Regions from separate parts of the Mus musculus genome. Here region 2 is linked to region 1. A link is a contact called in public Hi-C data. All regions are on one chromosome and are shown on one strand. Each heading gives the region's core, a stretch centred on a gene start, on an enhancer-like site or on the middle of the called end of the contact. The rest is flanking DNA. Distances are from core to core; before and after follow the strand shown.

Evidence for each region. Hi-C and Micro-C count contacts between places; a contact is called where the count stands out from the background.
Region 2: a contact with region 1 is called in a Hi-C map of the N1E-115 cell line, with 8 times the contacts expected there. The contact joins two enhancer-like sites. A contact is called at or near these places in 2 of 484 Hi-C or Micro-C datasets (the N1E-115 cell line and cortical neurons).

Annotation. Positions count from the first base shown.
Region 1 is chr7:91,460,401-91,466,539 of GRCm38.p6, reverse strand. The region is part of intron 2 of Dlg2 (discs large MAGUK scaffold protein 2); the gene reads right to left. Among named protein-coding and RNA genes, the nearest start is that of Gm24552, 220 kb to the right of the region's middle. Within about 2 kb of position 3,114, at least 2 of the 459 cell types and tissues checked have an H3K27ac peak or open chromatin away from gene starts, as enhancers often do. A contact at or near this core is called in the N1E-115 cell line, where this site is marked.
Region 2 is chr7:91,803,621-91,809,759 of GRCm38.p6, reverse strand. The region is part of intron 3 of Dlg2 (discs large MAGUK scaffold protein 2); the gene reads right to left. Among named protein-coding and RNA genes, the nearest start is that of Gm32353, 150 kb to the left of the region's middle. Within about 2 kb of position 2,284, at least 4 of the 459 cell types and tissues checked have an H3K27ac peak or open chromatin away from gene starts, as enhancers often do. A contact at or near this core is called in the N1E-115 cell line, where this site is marked.

The DNA.
Region 1 (6,139 bases), core at 1,865-4,364:
GCACATGAAGTAAACCTGGAACAGTTTCAGACAAACCATATTTATTTCATTTTAAAGATCTCAGCCTTATGAGTTAATGTGCACTTGCTAGTGGTAGCCCAGCAGAGTAGGGTTCTACTGTTTCTATCCCCCATGAAAAGAAACATAATTGATACAACTGATCTCACATAAAAGCAATCTTACAGGAATTAAAACTCCAATAAGAGGGCACAATTCTTGGATGTAGTCCAAGACAAAAAGAAGATTTGAAGAGAACACAGAGGACAATTTGTGATGTCATTTCTATGACTACAGACAACCCATCAGAGAAAGAGATAGCATGCCTTGTAGAAAAAGAAGCAGAAGCAAGCGCAAGATTTTGCTATGTGTCCCCTACAACAAAACACAGCCTCACTGTACCCTTTTCTGGGATGATACTCATGGACTCAGCCCCTTGAACATTTCCTGCACATGGTGAGACCACACAGCCCGGTCTTCAGGCACTGCTGTTTTGACTCTATTTCAGAGTTTCAGCAGGCTCGGTCTTCTAACTCACCTCACTGTTCTGAAAATCCATAGTTTATGTTTATATATCTAACAGTGGGATATCTGACGAACAATATTAAGAAAAAATTCCTACTGATCACAGGTACAAATAAAATAAAATATTTAGGAATACATTTACCCAAGGAGGCAAGAGACTCTTAGACAGAAAATTGTAGAATATTTGATAAAAGAAACTGGAAGAGACACAAGTAAATGGAAAGGTATTCTGCATCCACAAACTGGAAAAAAAATCTATTATGAAAATGGCCTTTCTGCCAAAAATGGTCTATAGATACAATGCAGTTCCATTCCAAATGAGCACCAAAACCATGCTTCTGAGAAAAGAGCAAAACTAAAGGACTCATGCTTCCTGACTTGAAAATCTCCAGCACAGCTCAGAGCAAGCAACTGAAAGATTATGACACTGGCATGAAAACAGATACAGACCAGAGGAGCAGAGTAACGAACCCTGAAGCACAGTTATAGCCAAATAATGTTTGGAAAAATGTGCCAAGAACTTACAATGGGGAAAGAACAGTCTTCAAAGATGGTGTGGGAAATACAGATATCAATTTGCCAAAGAATAAACATTGACCCTTATCCTAAACCATCTTGAAAACTCCACAGTACACGAATAAAAGCTTGACTAAAGACCTTAAACTCAAAAGCTACTTCAAGAAAACACACACATACACACACACACACTTTGTGAAATTTTTCTTGGTGAACATTTCTTGGATTTTTTTCATATGACCCCAAAGGCATAGACAACAAAAGCAAAGCTATGAAAATGTAGCCATATCACCCTAACAGCTCCCACACAAAAGAGAAGCAATCATCAGGCTGGAGAGAAAAACAAGGACTTAATATCCAAAATCCATAAGGAATTATTATTTATTATCAAGGAAATGAATAACCTCATTTTAAAAATGAATACAATACTTGAGAAGTCATTTCTTTACAGATGATACACAAGTGGCAATCCTGTCATATCCCAACTTTTCAAAGCAAAGGGGCTATTGTTAAGATATTAGGCAAGAGAAGATGTAACCCAGTCATGGAACCCTTCCTAGTATACTTGAGGGCCTGAATTCAGTCAGCCTAGATAGAACAAAGTTAAAGGGTAAATGCTAGTACAAATGTCTTGGAAGCAGACCGTTGAAGTGGAAATATAATGTGGAAATGTAAAATAGTGCAATACAAATGCAAATTTGTACTGAAAATGTAAATTAACAAAATGATATGGAAAATAGTTTAGAGGGTCTTCAACCCATAAACACTAGAACTGCTAAACGGCACTCCAATTCCACTCTGAATTATTTGTCCAAAGAAAAGAAAATCACTATGTCTAAGAGATGTTTGCACATACATGTTTTGCTGTGTTAGTCACAATAGATATGGTATGAAATCAATCTAATGCCTTTCAATTCATGCTTGGATCACAAAGAAATAATATATATTATATATACAATGGACTACCATCCATTCATTAAGAAGAACATTTTGTTATTTTCAAATATACTGATGAACCTGAGAGCCATTATTTTACTAATATAAACCATGCACAGAAAGGCAAAGCATTCTTATCTCATCTACAGCCTTTGAAATGGTTTACCTTACAGAGTCAGAGCAGGTAGGAGCAGTTACCAGAAACCCTGGTGTTTGGGGTAAGGCTCAAAGCTAGAAAGATGTTGGCCAAGGGAGGCAAAATTACATTTGCATAATAGGAATAAGTGCAACAGATCTATTGGATAACAAAATGATTATAATTAATAATATATCATGCTATTAAAATGTCTAGGAAAGTAGATTGGGAAGAATTCTTACCATGAAAATGTTAATCATAGAAAGCAACACACATGTTAATTGGCTAGAGTTAGTCATTCCACAAGTGGCTACCCTTTACAGCAGTATGTTATAAGTGGTAAATACATCAGGCTTTATAAATATATCCAAAGTTCTAAAGTATAGAAGACGATAGGAGGACTGACAGGAGGGAAAAGTAGAGTGGTTGTTTGTCATGAGTATTAAAACACAGCAATAGAAAAAAAATGAACATTCCATACAAAATATACTTAAATCCAAAATGCTTTCTTTCACATAAACATTACCCAGGTGTCTAAAAACAAAACAAAAACAAAACAAGACAAAAAAAAAAAAAAAAAAAAAAAAACCTCAAACAACTCCATAATCAGTTCTTTACAGAAACATCACTCCTGAAGTGGGATGGGCATGTGGTAAGCTCTCCAGTCTGTCATTATCTGCTTCACAAGGGCCCATTTCATGTGAGCATTTATTTGACAGGAAAACGGTTCTGTTTCCTGCTTTTATTCCCCCTTAAATTGCTGGGACTTTTACCCCCAATTAAATCACCAGGTGCCAGCAGCGTTCCTATTAGGCTACTTTCTCAGCACAGTCAGAATGCAGGACGACAACAAGGAAAAGCTGGCTGCAACATAAATCCCTATGAGGAGCGTCACTCGGTGGCTCTGGACCCAACCCAGCGCCATGAAATACAAGATGACACTGGGCGCTAGGGTGAAAAATACCAACTTCATTTCTCTGAGACTCAGACGTTAGTACTCAGCCACATTTCATAGACTAGTCTCCTCAGAGCATGAGTAAAACAGAGCCTGCACAACCTGGAAAGCCTCCTTCCCACATTAAGCTAATTGAACTGGAGACTTCCAATTCATCATTTTTGCAGCTTGATTTATAAACAGCTCACCCTGCCCTGGAGCAGAAAGGCAATGTTATAAGCTAGCTATCCTCAAAATTTCAGACCTAGCAACTCAGAATCTGTCAATATCTTTAATGGTACAGAGAAAAGATGAATCCAATTCAAGTGCACCTCTGCGACCCTAATGGAAAAAAAAATAAAGATCTAGTGTTCACTTTTATACCTGACATTTCTATGATCAGTCTCTTCACATACTGGAAGTCCTGTGTGTTGGGAACCTATGGAAACTGCATCATGATTTTAGGAGGTTGATGGGGCTAATTTGAAAGCAGATCTTTACTGGGATGAGGCTTTTATTCAACATAAAGGAAACAATCCTAAGGTAGTTAAACCCCAAATTTAAAGATGCAGGCTGTCACTGCTCTTGGTTTGTATCACCTGTAAAGGCTTCAGACACTAACTAATAAAGAGAAAATTGCCTTGGACAATACATGGAAAACAGAGAGAAAGGGAACAGGCCCAGAGAGAGGCTCTGGTTGCAGAGAAACTGTGTGCCCAGGTCCTCTGCCCTGAACCTGCTCTAGCCTGTTGATCTTTGCTGTTAAGGTCTGCTGTAAAGCTGAACATACTTTGTGCAGACAAAGAGTTGGGAATGCAATTTTTTATTTTTCTGACATTTACAAAGTGTTTCTTTTAGAGAAGGGGAAAAAAATTCCTTAACCAGGCGAAAAGCTTGAGCCAGAGAAATGAGAATCGTAAATTCTCAGGGATGGAAGGGAACTTGAAATTCATTCCCTCCAGATATTCTTAACCTCCACTCTGGTTCTCAGAGTCCATAAATGGCTTCCTGTAATCCATTTCTCCCTGAAATTGTATGCAAATTTTTGGTATAGATTGTAAGTTTTATTTGACAAAAAGAACATAATTTTTAATTTCTCTAAGGGCCAATAACTTAAAAATGTTCCATGTATCGTTCCAAATCCTATCGCTTACCTGTTTCATCGTTATGATAGTCTACTGAGTTCGCATGGTTGTTGGGTTTTGTAGCCTTCCTTCCCTTCTTCCTCCCTCCTTTGTTCTCGCCCCTCTTCTCTTGATCCCTCCCTCCCTCTCCCTCTCTATCTCTTTCTTCTTTTATTTTTGGCCTTTCTATGCTTCTTTCCACCTCACCTCTAGCTATGAGACAGGCTTCCATATATGCCAGGATTTCATCTTCACATCTGGCCTGGTTTAACCCTATCCCAAGCCTGGTCATTCCTCTCTGGAAGAACCCTCTTTGTCTGCCACTCTCGCTGAAGTGAACGTCTCAGTTCCCATTGCTACATTCTGCAGCAATGCAGAACCATGTCTTCCCTTTGTTTTTTTCAATGGCAATTCTGTTGTTGTGCCTACCTTCTGATCATACTGGTCCTTGAGAGACTCACACACTGACTGTTAGCTCATTGCCTCTCTTCTGTGCTATGTTGCTGCTCCCTCCTTACTGGTTGTTCTAAAGAGTGAGAATTAACAAAGGAAAATGGAGGACAGAGAAACCAGAGGCTGGAAAAGAGTTAGCCATTGGGATCTGGTACAGATGGGGGAAAGGGGGGACTTTAATAAGCTGATAAGCAACAGCCTCCTTTATTTTAATGACTTTCTAAGTGTGTTTATTATTATATTCAGGGCACAAATGAAGAATCTGGACTCAGGGCTGTCTAATTACTATTCAGCTGACATACTTACACTGAGGACATCAGTCCTTACCCATAACATCTCCTCCCACCCCACTGCCCTGCACTGAAAAAGAAGCGTATTACAGAACGAACCACATCATCCCTGCACTGATGGCTATGTGTCCATTTAGTCACTCAGTCGCACCTATTTATCAGATTGCCTGCCCTAGAATTGTAGCACTTATGTTCCAATAACCATTATTCTGCTTAATAATGGCCCCAAGCCACAAAAGTAATGATGCTGACAATTTTATTACAAAAAGCTGCTGTGGACTTGGTAATGTATTTTATAACAAATATGTGATACGTGCTCTATTTTATTAGTTTTTTTTTTTTTTGCCTCCTAATTTGCCTGATTTGTAAGTTAAACTTCATCGTAAGTACTATGTACAGAAAATCCCAGTAAATACAGTACTTCAGGCATTCAGATGGGGTCTTTGAAGATATTCTCAAGGAGCAGGCACAGGGCAATGCTACTAGGTGTTGAGGGGACAGCAGCACGTTAGCTATCAATGCTCTTCAGCAAGAAATTAATCCTCATTTTTAAAAGGCTATTTTAAATTTTTGTGTTACTTATTTGTAATTAAAAGATGGTCAAATAGGGATCTTATGGTTCACCAGAAACTTAGACCACCAATATAGCTATTTATTATACTGAATAAATTCATTCACATACATTAAGAAGGGTTGAAAATAGAAAATCTCTACAGTACTGGCCCTGATGTTCAGTTATTATTTCAAGCTGAATCTCATAAGTGTCCTAGTCTTCCATATGTATCCAACTGCTGATTAGCCATTGATGGCCACCCTGGAAGGCTATTTTCCTAAGTGTTATGTATACAAATGGAATTCATTATAAGTGCCTATTTAGGTACTTATTTAGACAGGAATAGGACATGACACATGCATGAAGGGCAGAAGACTCCTTGCAGGAGTCAGTTCTTTCTTTCCACCATGTTGGTCCTGGGGATGAGACTCATTTAGTTTTGGTAACAGGCACTTCTATGTACTGGTCCATCTTGCTGGCCTATATGTTAACATGACTTTAATAAGCCCTTCTTGAACATATTTGACATGTGCTTACCTTTGATCCAAAACTGGCAAGAAACCCTAATATACTCAATGTTTACTCAGCTCACAAGCAACAAATCCTATTCCTTCAGAAAACTTTTGGCAAGTCAGCTAGCCTAGGGAACAGACACTGGAGCAGTACTTGTGTTGA
Region 2 (6,139 bases), core at 1,035-3,534, 340 kb before region 1:
ATCTTGCTAGTGTATGCAATGGTGTCAGCATTTGGTTGCTGATTATGGGGTGGATCCCTGGATATGGCAGTCTCTACATGGTCCATCCTTTCATCTCAGCTCCAAACTTTGTCTCTGTATCTCAAGAAAAATGTTCTCACTAATCGAAATGGAATTAAACATAACTACCATCACAAGTCCTCTTAAGAACAGTCCTCTTAGTGGAAACATACCAAGATAATTTGTTTAGAGGTTATTGTTAAATGTGAATGAGCAAAATAAAAATGAAAAAGTTATCTTATTGTTTATGGTGGCTCAAATCATATAAAAACGTTTCAATTGATGTTTTACATTAACAGAAATGTTTGCTTATATTAAAAGAAATAAAAGGAAATGTTTTCACAGGTGCTATAGGGATGGAATCCAATCTATACTTTGAAAGTAAATCATAATGGTTTTTTTAGTGTTATAAAAATAACTTTTAGCAAAATTATAAAAACTATTCATGATCCCAAAATACAAGCATTTGGCATTTTAAATGAATTACTTGATTAAAGATATCTAAAGTTAAGTATATATTACTTGGTTTACTAAGCATCAACCACAAGAATAATGCAGAGCAATAAACAGAAAAACATTATGAGGAAAGATAGATATAAGGTTTTAGATACTTTATTGTAAAACTTTAAAATATGAATTACATAATGAAATTTAATAAGTTGTATGCAATAATGCATTTTAAATATACAAAGAATAGCAGTTAAATTTAAAATACTAAGAATGCAAGCTAATGTAAAATATTTTCATAGTAATAAAGCTAATTTAGGTAAAAAGAATAGATAATTTAATTATTTCACTAAATATAATCAGATGCAAAATAAAATACAGACAACTAATAAAATAGAAAATATGGACGCAGTTAATTAATATTCCATATAATTAATGTTGAAAGTGTCAAGTTCACAAATTGTATAGTTACACATTTTAACCTAATCATGTTAAGGGTTTTATTTTTGTTGCTAGTATATTAAATTTGGATATGTTTCATATTTGTTACTAACTTTGTTTTTCTTTAAATAAAATGTAAATGAAATAAAAAAAAAGAATGTTACTACTTGTTTCCTTTTTATGTGAGGGACAATAGAAAATATGCATTGTGAGTTTATGAACAACAAATCATATAGGGGTAATCATATAACTACAAAGAAAATTGCTTGCTAACATCAGTTTAAATCTTATCAATAAAAGCTAAAGTATGACCTTTGAAAAGACAGTGCAAAATACAGAAGTGGATGCTTACAGTCATCTATTGGATGGAACACAGGGCCCCTAATGAAGGAGCTAGAGAAAATACCCAAGGAGCTAAAGGGGTCTGCAACCCCTATAGGAGGAACAACAATATGAACTAACCAGTAGCCCCCCCCCCCCCACAGAGCTGTGTCTCTAGCTGCATATGTAGCAGAGGATGGCCTAGTCGGCCATCATTGGGAGAAGAGGCCCTTGGTCTTTCGAAGATTATATGCCCCAGTACAGGGGGAATGCCAGGGCCAAGAAGCTGGAGTGGGTGGGTTGGGGAGCATGGTGGGGGGAGGGTATAGGGGCTTTGGGAATAGCATTTGAAATGTAAATGAAGAAAATATCTAATAAAAATAAATAAAATTTAAAAAAGATATATTGCTCTAAAAAAATTAAGACAGTGCAAAACTACTCTCCTCTCCCCATCTCCTCCTCCTTTATTCTATTCCTCTTCTGCCCACTTCTTTTTCCTTCTGATCCTCATTTTTCTCCTTTCTCTTGAGGAGCAAAACTACATTCAATAAACCAAGTCAGCTAAGAAATCGCATGTCTTCAGTGACTCAAGTCCAAATAACATATCCCAACTACCCTTCACTTTGCTTGTTGGGAAGCCATGGACCATGAAAACATGTTCAAAGACTTCAGAAGGAATAAATAAATAAAGTAGGATACATTTTGAAATTCCTTATTAGAAATCGTTCCAACAACCTAACCAACCCTTTAGTGGATTTAAATGTACAAAGAGGAATACATTTTGAATATAGCCAGGCACCTACGTTTCAACAGATGTGCATAGAGAATTATGAGGAAATGCTGTAAAATGATCTGCCGAATGTTCAGTTCCTATTTTTATCTACTACAGATTTTTTCTTACCCAATTAAAATTTCAGAGGAAAACCTCTCAAGTTGTCTATTGCTTTTATTCCTCCCTAAAGTATATCTCAGCAGTACCATTAGACTGTAGGAATCATCCAGCTATGGAATTGAGATTTCTTTAAGATGCTAATGTCAGTTTGGTTCCATCCTTACACAATTTAAATATAGTACATGAGACTAAGTGCTCTATGGAGGCAGGGACTGGATAGCCAGTCCCTTTCCTCAATGTAGAACTTGGTCAAGAGGGAGCTGATGAAACAGCAAAGAGAAAACAATGAGTAATGAAGCTAAGTACGCTACTGATCTACAACCACAGATATTTGTCAATTCTTTTTCATGAGAATCATCATTGATGGAAGATGTACCTGCAATTGTAATCAGAAAAAAATATATAGAACCACAAGGGTGATGGACTATGCCTCAATGACTTACTCAGAGCATGTTTTTGATTATTCAATTACATGAGCTAATTGGTGAATCACATTTTACTGTGTTATTACATTATCAAACAGACCTAAACTAAATTAGATTTTCTGGGCTTCAGCAATTCAGTGACTCACAGAAAAGGGCTCAGTGATGTCAGAAAGCTCCAGCAGCTTTCAGAACGGTTTGGTTGAGCACATGTAAAAGAAAAGGAAAAGAAAAACTCTCAAATCTCCATGTATATGTATTCTCCTGTTTGAAGTTTTGATTATTTTTTAACTGTCCATAGTTGATAGAAGGAGGGCACCAGGAGGAGACTGAATTAATGTGATGTGTTTTCATTCGCTCAGTAGGGCTCCATGAAGCTTTTGTTTGCTTCACTGGTTTTCTGGAGGGAAACCCTTCACATTATTAAAGTGCTGCAAACAGGGGAGGGGGAGTAAGCTTCAGCGAGAGGAAAATAGCCTCTGAGAGTAAATAGCCAAAGATTCCCAGTGAACAGCATTCTTTCACGGAGTAGTTAGAAGACAAAAATATTTTACTGGTTTGCATAATAGAGAATACATAATAGCATATATAATTTAGCTTCGCAGTTCTAAGGTTATGCATGCTGAATATTAAATCCAAGATTCATTCCAAATTCACATCAATTATTATTCTGAAGATTACTAGTAAGTTTCATGAACAAGTGATATAGGCAGAGTCAGCTGACTTCTTTGTAGTCTAAGGATCTTTAGTTTTCAATTAAAGAATGTAATGCCATTTGTCTAATTTAACAATATCCAGGCTCTTCTCTTAAGGATAAACAGTGACAGCCAGGATGTAATCTTGGTCTAAAAAGACAATTTCATGTCTGCATCAGAATTATCAAAATTAAAGAGCAGTGAATACTTTTTTTCATTTTTATTAGATATTTTCTTCATTTACATTTCCAATGCTATCCCAAAACTCCACCCATACCCTCCCCCCACCACTCCCCTACCCCCCCCCCCCACTCCCACTTCTTGGCCCTGGTGTTCCCCTGTACTGGGGCATATAAAGTTTGCAAGACCGATGGGCCTCTCTTTCCAATGATGGCCGACTAGGCCATCTTCTGATACATATGCAGCTAGAGACACGAGTTCTGGGGGTACTGGTTAGTTCATATTGTTGTTCCACTTATAGAGTTGCAGACCCCTTCAGCTCCTTGGGTACTTTCTCTAGCTCCTCCACTGGGGGTCCTGTGATCCATCCAATAGGTGACTGTGAGCATCTGCTTCTGTGTTTGCTAGGTAAACCAACATTTCAACCTTAACTTGTAAACAATTTAAAATATGGAATCATAAAGCTAGTGTAGGAATTCAGGAATAAGTTACGTTAGAGGCTCTAACACTTATTTCCTCATTAGAAGAAGAGTGACGGCTGTGTTCTCTTGATGAGCTCTAAGGGGGAAAAAAAGTAAGATACAAACTCTGTTGGCAGAGATTTGGTAAAAAGAAGAAAACGTAAGACCTAAGAATATCTGTATTTTAATGAGAAGTTCCTAAGTCTTGATTGATTTTTGTGAATGTTTAGAGCCCTTTCAATTAATTGGACTGGGAGAATATTTCACATATATTTAAAGGATGGTAATTTACTGTGTGGTGATGAATCAAGGAGTGTCTGTAGAAAGTCACCTCACCCATAATTTTGAGCATCCTTTTACGGAAATCAAAACTATGTTGAGTATGGCTCTCATTTGCTCCTTTCAATGGACATACAACAAACATCCACTGTTGTACGATCTTCTCCTCAAAATCTCAATCTAATCCACACCAGATCCTCAGCATGCGGCTTTTTTAATTGTGTGTGTGTGTGTGCGTGTGTGTGTGTGTGTGTGCGTGTGTGTGTGTGCATATTTTTATGATGCATGTGTATGAATGTTCAAGAGCATGTAAGTCACAGCATGTGTTTGGAAGTCAGCGGACAAACTCAGGTATTGGTCCTCACCTTCTATGTTGTTTGAAAGAGATCTTTGTTGAATAGGGCAGGCTAGCAGGCCCATAAGCTTCTAGGAGATACTCCAGACTTGCCCTTCCTTCTCAGCATAGAAACACAGTTATAGACCTGTGTGAATTTTATGCATGTTTGAGGGATTTGAACTCATGTCCTCACATTCCTACAGCAAGCACCTTATTTGCAAGCACATCTCCCTAATTCTTCTGATATGAGCTTTCTATTCAGGATGGTCTCTTTCTGAAAAGATTTCTAACAAATCCATTTTCTCTTGACCAGTCACATTTCCTTTGATCTTTAAGCATCTTAGTAATGCAGTGTTTCTGATAGTACTGAAGACAGAAAGTTGCATGATAGGAGTCCATGATACTCCAGCCCTGGCCCTGCTCATCACTTTGTAGTCTCTTTCTATGGTGAAAAGTAGAAAACCAAGGGATTGGCATTTTGTAAAATCAAGAAGATATACAGAATTTCCCAGTTTTGAAAAATATGATTTCAGCACAGATGGCTATATCCATTGCCCTTGCTTATTGTCCGCCATAGCTATATAACATGATCCTATAGGTGAAAATACAACATAGTTTCACTCTAGGACATAAGGAAATCACTCTCAAAGCAATTGGGAAACGTCCTCCTTTCTTTTGTAGCACTGAGATGTGCTATGCAGGTTGCTGGTGGAAAAAAAAAATATCGGTAGAATTATCCAGGTGGGACACATTATGCTGCACTACCTACCAGCAAGGTAGTGTATGCCTACTGGTTCATATGTTGGTTATGGGGTAACAAACAGCTTTCTGATTGGATTTAAGGCCTGTTCCACAAGAGGGAATTTCTTGTTTGGTACTCATAATCTAGTCAAAGCCCCATGGCTGAAAGGTCACAGTTCTGTTAGAAGCTGTTACTGTTTTGCTAAATGTTCATATTGTCAAATTGTTTTCTAAGTATTTACTTATGTATTAAGTATATTTATCTATTTTTAGTTTTTAGAAATCAATGCAGAGTCTACCTGCTAAGAATAAAAAACTATGGCAACACAGCCCTAAGGGGACATGATCATCAGCAAGCCTTTACCAAAGGCTTAGGAAACATTGCAGGAGAGGTAACAGAAAGAGTACAAGAACCTGAGGATGAGGAAGCACTCTGGGAGATGCTGCACCGTGACACAGCATGGTAACCCACAACACCTCCCTTTACTGAGAAGCTTCTCACCATTGATAGTTGGTGGGAATAGAAAATAGTTCTTTGGGTATAACCATTGGTAGGTTTCCCATTCTCCAGCGCTTCCAGAGGCCCTTCATCTATGTACACATAGGCAACACTAAATGGGCTGAGTGTGTGTATGTGTGGAGAGAGAGAGAGAGAGTGTGTGTGTGAGTGTGACAGACAGACAGACAGACAGACAGACAGAGGCAGAGCAAGACAAAGAGAGAGGAGAGAACATAAATTATAAGTTAGGGGAAAAATGTATTACAGGGCTATGTGAAGAGTTAAAGGGTAAAATAGGAAATAGATATGATCATGTTTTAGTGTATATATGGATGGAATTTTCAAAGATTAAAAATATTCTTCTTTAAACTCCACATGGTAATAC